2 separate regions of the Mus musculus genome follow, and region 1 is linked to region 2. Evidence: chromatin contacts called from public Micro-C data. All regions are on one chromosome and are shown on one strand. Each heading gives the region's core, a stretch centred on a gene start, on an enhancer-like site or on the middle of the called end of the contact. The rest is flanking DNA. Distances are from core to core; before and after follow the strand shown. Region 1 has its middle 84 kb from the start of A830018L16Rik. Region 2 overlaps Prex2 (phosphatidylinositol-3,4,5-trisphosphate-dependent Rac exchange factor 2).

Evidence for each region. A called contact is a pair of places that touch in the nucleus more often than the background predicts.
Region 1: a contact with region 2 is called in a Micro-C map of embryonic stem cells, with 4 times the contacts expected there. The contact joins two enhancer-like sites. A contact is called at or near these places in 1 of 484 Hi-C or Micro-C datasets (embryonic stem cells) and 1 of 9 other capture datasets (adipose tissue).

What each region holds. Positions count from the first base shown.
Region 1 is chr1:11,328,067-11,332,649 of GRCm38.p6, forward strand. No RefSeq gene overlaps it. Among named protein-coding and RNA genes, the nearest start is that of A830018L16Rik, 84 kb to the right of the region's middle. Within about 2 kb of position 1,590, at least 103 of the 459 cell types and tissues checked have an H3K27ac peak or open chromatin away from gene starts, as enhancers often do. A contact at or near this core is called in embryonic stem cells, where this site is marked.
Region 2 is chr1:11,149,448-11,154,389 of GRCm38.p6, forward strand. It overlaps Prex2 (phosphatidylinositol-3,4,5-trisphosphate-dependent Rac exchange factor 2), which reads left to right. Exons shown (of 40, transcript NM_029525.1): 19 at 363-448; 20 at 4,096-4,232. Among named protein-coding and RNA genes, the nearest start is that of Gm24173, 18 kb to the left of the region's middle. Within about 2 kb of position 2,069, at least 7 of the 459 cell types and tissues checked have an H3K27ac peak or open chromatin away from gene starts, as enhancers often do. A contact at or near this core is called in embryonic stem cells, where this site is marked.

The DNA of each region.
Region 1 (4,583 bases), core at 340-2,839, 180 kb after region 2:
GCTGGGGCTGGTCGGACAGCCTTTGCCAGCATATTGTACTACTGTTCGTGAAACCTATCATCTCTCCCATGGTACACCTTGAAGACCAGCGCCAAGACTTCTTCTGTCTGTGGAGTCAAGGGTCCCCTCTCCAATTTCTTAAGTTTAGCTTTTATGTTGGGGTAGCTCTGGGAAAAGAAGTAAGTCATTAAGAGTTGTTTACCCTCTGGGTTCTCAGGGTCCAGATTGGTATACTGCAATAGAGCCCCTTTAAGGTGTTCTGAAAATGAGATGGATTCTCCTGTTTATCTTGGACAACCTCTTGAAGTTTTTCAAAATTTACCGGCTTTAAAGCTGCTTTTCTCAGACCCACCAAAAGACATGTAACAAACCTGTCCCTGGCTAGAATACCACCTGCAGAATTATAATTCCACTGAGGATCCACGTCAGGTACTGTCTCCGATCAGATTGAATATGCTCTATCTGTTTGATGAATCTCGTCTGCATGTGCTCTCACTTGTTCCCAAACTTGCCCGAGTTCCTCAGGAAGCAAATTGTTAGTAAGTATCATGTGTATATCATGAGAAGTCAAGCTGTACAACTGAGTGATATACTGAAATTCTTTGATAAAGGCAGAAGAATTAGAAGTATAGGAGCCCAATCTCTTCTCTATCTGAGAAAGTTCGCTCAGTGAGAAGGGAACGTGTACTCTGATCAGACCATCTACCCCCACAACTTCCCTTAAGGGAAGGACAGTCGCTGGGTCGGATTCTTCCAGGGGTGGAGAGTTTGGGGTTTTGGTCGTGGCCTTACAGCGAGTGATAGGGCATGTGAAAGTAGGTGCTAGGAGGGACCTGCAGTTGGGGCAGAAGGAAGAGAGCTGGTGGCAGACCCTGGGGAGTCTCGGTGGGGGAAAACTGAGGCAGCAGTTTGGGTTCTAAACGGTGCAGAAGCAGGTCTATGGCAAAAAGGAGGTGGTTCATATGCTGGGTCCAGTATTGTGGTATCATCTAGTGGGAGTTGTGCAGGATTCGTGGCTAACAGAAGTTGAGTTGGAGAGCAGAAGAACACATAGCGGGGTTGGGACGGAGATGAATGAAAAGATTTTACATAGATAACCTCCTCCTATTTACCGGTTTGCTGGCAGTATGTGTTAAGATCGTTTTAATTTTGATGCCTTTAAAGGAGGCATCAGCTTCAAAGACTTAAGATGTTCTAGGAGACATCCCAGCAGTGTATCTGGGGGTACGTTTAAAGATACGTTATTGCCCATGTTCTGAAAGTTCTTGATGTTCGTACTGGCGTCCCGAGAACAGTTCAGAATCCAAAAAGGAAATCAGCCAGGCTAGAGTGCCCAAGTCGTCATGACTCTAGTGGCTACCCAGGAGGTCCTGGACTTACTGTGGAAAGTGCTCCACCCTGGCCAGGGGTTTCAGCCGGCTGCTAGGGCCCTGAGGAGAGAGAGCAACTTTCGGGAGAACAAGATCCAGATGGGCAATGTCTCCGCTTCATGTCAGCTGGAACGCTAGCTCAGGCAGTACTGGCCAGGCTCTGCTCCGGGACCTGGAGGCCTTTCCCCCACTGACAAGCCCTACCAATGGTATGCCGGTGTCTGCGTCGGGATTTTTAGCGAACCAGTGAATGGGAGCGTGGAAGCCCAGCCTATAAGGCGTGCGGAAGTGGCACAGCTCACTTAGTTTAAAGTTTGTGGGTCCCTCGGCAGCGGTGGGTCACGTGGTGGAAATGGTGGGCAGTGGCGCCCCTCCCCCACTGGTCTTTGTGTGAGTGCCAAGCCGTTTCTCAGGCTCTACAAAGCCCTAATGACAAATTGGGGTACCATCTCCTTTTAATTTGTTTACACTTTGTCGGCAACAAATCGTTTTTGTTAGCTTTTACATTTTAATTAAAATATAAATGTATCATTTTCTGCATTTCTTTCCTCCCCACAACCACTCCCATGTCCCTTCCTCCCTATCAAATTCATAGCTTTTTCTTTCTTATTATACACACATACAAACACACATGTATGTGTATAAACATGCTGTTCCTGTTAAGTGCTGCTTGTATGTGCAAGATATTTCAGTTTTCACTCCTTGGCGTAGCTGTCCAGCAGCTTTGGGTACCTGAAAGAGAGGCTGGAAATGAAAAAGCCCAGGTGCATGAGAGAAGGATGAAGCCAAAACAAAGGTTTATGATCAAGGCTCAAAGTTTAATTTTCTGTGAAAACCCACAGCCTCATCCTTTGTTTTAGCTGGATTGAGTTGCAAAGCAAGCTCTCCAGGCAGTCTACTCCACAAAACTCTGGTAGGGAATTGCAAATGTGGTGAGGCCACATGCAACTAAAGCCAGATTGTAAAACCATCAGGGATTTGTTTAGCTTACTCAAGGCTGAGGGGGAGGGGACACACCTTGGTATTAGAAGGCTCAGCCACAGGAATGCCTGCTTCCTCTTCCCTCAGGCAACATCAGCTGCCTGTAGACTCCGGTTAAGAGTCCTTGAGATTTTCCTCTTCCAAGTTAATTTGTTTATTAGTGTTTTCTTTTGTTCTTTTTTTCTTCTTTTTTCCTTTTTTTTTTTAAGATTTCTTTTTTTTTTAAATTGGATATTTTCTTTATTTATATTTCAAATGTAATCACTGTTATGGGTTTCTCCTCTGAAAAACACCCTCCCCCTATTCCCTTCCCCATCCCCCTGCTCAGCAACCTGGCATTCTCCCACCCTGGGGCATAGAGGCTTCACAGGATGAAGGGCCTCTCCTCCCATTGATGTCTGACTAGGGCATCCTCTGCTACATATGCAGCTGAAGCCATGAGTCCCATTATGTGTACTCTTTGGTTGGTGGTTTACTCCCTGGAAAATCTGGGGGTACTGGTTAGTTCATATTGTTGTTCCTCCTATGGGGCTCCAAACCCCTTCAGCTCCTTAGGTCCTTTCTCTAGCTCCTTCATTGGGGACCCTATACTCAGTCCAATGGATAGCGGTGAGCGTCCACTTCCGTATTGTTCAGGCACTGGCAGAGCCTCTCAGGAGAGAGTTATATTAGGCTTCTATCATCAAGCACTTGTTGGCATCCACTACAGTGGCTGGGTTTGGTGATTATATATGGGATGGATCCCTGGGGAGGTGGGCAGTCTCTGAATGGTCATTTCTTCAGTCTCCATTCCACACTTTGTCTCTTTACCGCCTTCCATGGGTATTTTGTTCCCCCTTCTAAGAAGGATCGAAGTATCCACACATTGGTATTCCTTCTTGAGTTTCATGTGGTCTATGAATTGTATCTTGGGTATTCTGAGATTCTGGGCTAATATCTGCTTATCAGTGAGTGCATATCACATGAGTTCTTTTCTGATTGGGTTACCTCACTCAGGATGATATCCTCTAGATCCATCCATTTGCCTACATCCATTTCATAAATTCATTGTTTTTAATAGCTGAGTAGTTCTCCATTGTGTAAATGTACCACATTTTCTGTATCCATTCCTCTGTTGACAGATATTTGGGTTCTTTCCAGCTTCTGGCTATTATAAATAAAGCTTCTATGAACACAGTAGAAAATGTATCCTTATTACATGTTGAAGCATCTCCTGGGTATATGCCCAGGAGTGGTATTGCTGTGTCATCAGGTAGTACATGTCCAATTTTCTGAGGAACCTCCAAAATGATTTCCAGAGTGGGTATACCAGCTTGCAATCCCACCAGCAATGGAGGAGTTTTCCTCTTTTCCTGTACCATCTCCAGCATCTGCTGTCATATGAATTTTTGATCTTAGCCATTCTGATTGGTGTGAGGTAGAATCTCAGGGTTGTTTTGATTTGCATTTCCTAGATGACTAAGGATGTTGAACACTTTTTTTTTAGGTATTCCTCAGTAGAGAATTCTTTGTTTAGCTCTGCACCCCATTCTTAATAGGGTTATTTGTTTCTCTGGAGTCTAACTTCTTGAGTTCTTTGTACATATTGGATAGCCCCCTATCTGATTTAGGATTGGTAAAGATCCTTTCCCAATCTATTGGTGGCCTTTTTGTCTTATTGACAGTGTCTTTTGCCTTACAGAAGTTTGCAATTTTATAAGGTCCCATTTGTTGATTCTCTATCTTACAGCACAAGCCATTGCTGTTCTATTTAGGAAATTTTCCCCTGTGCCCATATCTTCGAGGCTTTTCCCCACTTTCTCCTCTATGAATTTCAGTGTATCTCGTTTTATGTGGAGGTCCTTGATCCACTTGGACTTCAGCTTTGAATAGTAGATGTATGTTCTTTCCAGTTTCTTTTTGGAGGCACTGAGAGTTATGTGTTTTCCTCTTAGGACTGATATCATTGTGTCCCATAAGTTTGGGTATGTTGTGGCTTCTTTTTCATTAAACTCTAAAAAGACTTTAATTTCTTTCTTTTTTTCTTCCTTTACCAAGTTATCATTGAGCAGAGTTTTGTTCAGCTTCCATGTGTATATGGGCTTTCTATTATTTATGTTGTTATTGAAGATTAGCCTTAGTCTGTGGTGATCTGATAGGATGCATAGAGTTATTTCAATCTTCTTGTATCTGTTGAGGCCTGTTTTGTGACCAATTATATGGTCATTTTTGGAGAATATCATGAGGTGCTAA
Region 2 (4,942 bases), core at 819-3,318:
AAATGCAAGACTATGCATAAGAGATTTTAGTGCCAAGGAGGTTGAAAAGTCCAGTAGGGGAAAGGTTAACAACACTGCACATGCTCCCTGGTGAGGAAGTTTCTCTGCAGTTGACCTAGTTGGAGTGACCTCTAACACCTATTGTTCTTTACATTCTGTTTTGGGGGCCTGAGCTGGGGAGCCCATCTGGAGTCTACCACTACCATTCTATTTACATCCTGTTGAGGGCCCTGAGCTGTCTCAGCTGGAGGAGCCACTACCTCCAAATTCCTTCCTGCCATCTGAGAGGAGGTGTAGATGAGTGCCTGCAGAACCAACTGTGGGGTTACATTTGTCTCACTGTATTTTCTGGTTACTTTTAGGACCGTTAAGATTCCAGATTCTGCAGACGGGCTTGGTTTCCAGATCAGAGGCTTTGGACCTTCAGTTGTGCATGCGGTGGGAAGAGGTGAGACATTCTTTGCTGCTGCATCCAGAAGTGCACCAGCAGGTCCTTTGGCTCTTCCCTGTCCAACTGAAGGGAGTCCTCAGAGTGCTAGGAATGGACCCCTTTCACTGAAGTAATGCATGAAAAGGACATTCTGAAAATCATACATCAAAATAAAATCTCAAACTTCAATCTGTATGTCCTTTCTCATGTCTACATGGCTAGTACTCAGGAAAGCCAAGGTAGAAGGATTGATTTACGTTCTGACACTAGCTTACTCAGGCAAGAGTGAGACCTTTCTCAAAAAAACAAAAAGGAGATGGGAGAGATGGCTGCATAGGTGAAGTACTGGCCCCCAAACAGAGATTGTGAATTCTGATCTCTAACTCTCACATTAAAAACAAAATACAAAACAGACCTTTGTGTGCTAGCACTCAGCTTTAATCCCAGCTGGGGGGAGGGGTGGGCACAGAGACTCCAGAATCCCCTGGGCTTGCTGGCTGTCTAATACAGTCTGAAGGCGAATTTCAGGTGAGAAACCTTGCTAAAAAACTGGTGTACTCCAGGAAAATCTTTGGCCCTCGACATATGCATACACACACACACACACACACACACACACACACACACACATGCCTGCTCGTGTGAATGCACATATAGCCACATACAAGAAAACCCCATGAACAAATAAATAAAAAAACAGCCCCTCCCAAATTCTCAATTATATTATTATTGTTACAAATCTGATTGAAGAATGACAACCTCAGTCATGATTATTTATTTATTTATTTATTTATTTATTTATTTATTTATTGGTCTACTTTGGTTTAAATTAATGATTTTAAGGTGTTCTATTTGTGTTTTTCTTAGCATCAAATAAAATTTGGGGCTTTGTTCAATAACTTAAAAATGAGAGTTTTCAAGTTTTGTAGAGAGTTCTGGTCTTGATACCATCTTGCAATATATTTCCTTCAACGTTTTCCATTGAGTCCTCAAAAAATTTCATTTTGAAATTCATTCTTAACCAAGTAATTTTAGTGACTAAAAGCCTACTTATTCTTATGAAATTATTTGGAAGGCAAATAAAAAGCTCTTGCAATCTGTATTTTTATATCTTTCTGACACCACTAAAGGGAGTAGAGATTTCTGAGTGTTGCACAGAACAAATGTCCTGGCTGCTGGGGCAAGAAGGGCCTTTGTGAACAGGGAAAGTCTCACACTTATGTAATACGGGGAAGGTCATATTTGTAGTACTAAGAAATTAATACATCACCATATGGTCACTCAAGCATGAAGCAGAGACATTTTGAAAGGGTGTTTCTTTCAGAACCAAAATTGTACTATAAAATTAACCAATGCATGTATGATTCAAAAGTAAATGTTCTTTCAAAAGAAGTAACGTTCCACTTAGATTTCCACAATGGGTAAACATTTAATGCCTTTCCACATTTAAAGGTCTTTCAACACTGGAACAGACATGTACTGAGCTAACACATATATGGTTTCTGTTTTTACTACCTGTGAGGGAAGTTTGTCTCATCCTTGGGGACAGGCACTGCTAGCCTAAATGCATAGAGCAGTGTGCAGAGGTGTAGTCCTTCACTGACTTCTGAAGTGTGTGGCCTCTGCTGACTTCTGAGTGTGTGGCCTCTGCTGACTTCTAAGTGTGTGGCCTCTGGGTTCATGGTTTTTGTTTCTCAAATGGGAAAGTCTGGGAATGGGGAATCTTTTGTGTTTTTGGTCTCAGGCTTTTTTTTTTTTTTAAACCCAGTGGTGATTCATTATCAAGCAAATTATGCCCCAAGAAAGGGCCACTGTGGTCATTCTTGCTAGTGTTGCTGCTCCCAGGCCACTAGAGTTCAGCCTTGGATCAGTCTGAGCACCTTCCTGGCTCTTTCTTCAGAATAGCTGGAGAGAAAAAGCAACAAAATGAGACACCAAAACACATCTGCCCTGCTGTCTGCAGGCTTCACAGAACTATATGTCCTGATGTCATCTCTGTCCCCATGAGCCCTTCGTGCTTCTCAGCCATTTTTTTTTAAACAGGTTCTTGCCCTGCTGGCTCTTTCTCCTTCTCACACTTGCCTATGTCTCCCAAGATACACTTCTTCCTTACCTCCCAGACACTCAGGCTGTGAAACATATGTCCTTCATATCCTCCAAGTATAATAAAGTTCAAACTCCAGGGATGACTCCTGAGAGGGGGTCACTCCTCTACTTATCCAGTCTATCTCACATGTCCCCCCACCCTCACTAACTCTAAGCTTGCACACAAATAGAACTGCTTATGGCCGAGTGCTTTTCCGAATTAAAGCATTACTCACTGATGAAATATTTGCCTTACCTAAGGATTAATTCAGTGTAGAAAAAAACATTTTTAAGAATTAACCTTAGAGGGGACTGAACAGAGAATAAAGTGTTTTAAGTATAAAAGTTTTTAAATCTGTTTATGATTCTTTTATCAGTATATTGTTTGCAGGGGGAATATTTTCTACTGTATGGTAAGTTTTATGGGCATTGGTATAATGTGTGTGTGTGTGTGTGTGTGTGTGTGTGTGTGTGTGTGTGTGTGTTTGTGTTGGAAAATCTTAAGTATCCAGTTAGGACATGCCACTTACATATTTGCTTAGGTACATTTCCATAGGTACACAGTTATGCACCTATAGACTCAAAGTGAATGGATGACCGATAATTGCTTAATTGTTCACACATTCTCTGGCTCCCAAACTCCCATTTACCTTCAAACAACCAGTTGTGATTGCTAATTGACTTGACTTTTTTCCATTAGGAATTGCTCTATTTAGGCTAAAGAGATGATTCAGTTGAAGTCCTTGAACTGTTTGTTAACCAGAGTTTGGATTTCCAGCAATCACATAGAAAAGCTAATATCTTCAGTGCACCCCTATAATTCTAGCACCGGGGAGGCAGGAGCAGGATGGTGTCTGGGGATTGCTAGACAGCCAATCTAGCTAATAATTTTCCCCCAGGAGGGGTGGTAAAGCCTGACTCAAAAAAATATATGGAAAGGTAATCTAAGAAATGCTCTTGTCTATGTATGCAAGCACACACACACACACACACATACCACACACACACGCGCGCACACACACACACACACACACACACACACACACACACATACTGGCAAATCCATACCCCATACACTTATATACACTCACATGAACATGCACACCCACACAGAAAAAAAAATGTCTGCAAGAGTTTTAAAGAATTAATTTTATATGTACATTAAATTATTGGCTTTTAAAAACAAAAGTAATTATTTTAGTACCTATGGATTTAGTAAACTAAGTAAAGTGCATGCTTTTGGTCTTTCAGACTTTTGTTTCACTATAGATTTAGAAAGTTAGATTGACTCGACATAAGAAAGGGAAATGGCTGATCAGCAACTGAAAGGATATATCGCTATGTGCTATTCCCTCCAAATAATCCTTTCGGAGACAGTGGAATAGTCTATTAATCACAGTCTAGATCACTGGTAAAGAACTGGTAGGAGTGAGGGCCATTGCTATCTGAACCAGATTCATCAGGAATATTTTAGTTACGCTTTGAGATGTTTAAACGTGCTTCCATTGGTCTGCATCTGATAAAGATGAATCCTTTTGCTGACATTTGACTTTGACAATAGTCCTCATTGATATTTAAAGGTACTGTGGCTGCAGCAGCTGGCCTTCATCCAGGACAGTGTATTATCAAAGTGAATGGAATCAATGTCAGCAAAGAGACACATGCCAGTGTCATCGCACATGTCACAGCCTGCCGGAAATACAAACGGCCAATGAAGGTAAAGATGAGATTAGAGTTCATTGAACACTTGCATGAAATTCTTAGGGGTGTCACGGACTAGTGCACACAAATTTGGTTTCCAATTTTCTTCTAATTTAAACACAGGACCGTGAATCTCATTATGACAGATTTATCTTATTATTCAATCCTAAAGTACTAGATGTGTTTAAATAGTTGTATTTTGTCATTACATTTTATTTTTGAGGTCTTATCACTTATTTAAAAATCTATTCTGAGGCATCGTTCTTTCTTCCCTCAGTCCTTCTCTCTCTTTCAAATCCAATTGTTCCTAGATGTTGTATCCAGATCCACATGAAAGCTAGATAAGCTCCTCCCTCCGTCCTTCTTATTCGTAAGGGTTTATCAATATTAAATCTGTAGTTATGAAGTATTTTCTTGACATACTTTAGAATATAAAGTGATCAAGAGTGTATAAATATACTCTTTGTAACAAATCTATGAGAAAATCTAGATTTTATAGAATTAAGTTTTAGATACAGTTATTTAGGTAAATGGATTTAACTTTAAAAGAAAATACCAGAATATAATTGGCCTGTGTTTAAATTTTTAGGCACTATCCTTAGATCTGTTAAATACTTTCAGAAAATGATATAAGCACATTCTATTTTTATCTAAATAATACATTAGTATTGGCCTGGTTTTGGTCTTTCAGACTTTTGTTTCACTATAGATTTAGAAAGTTAGATT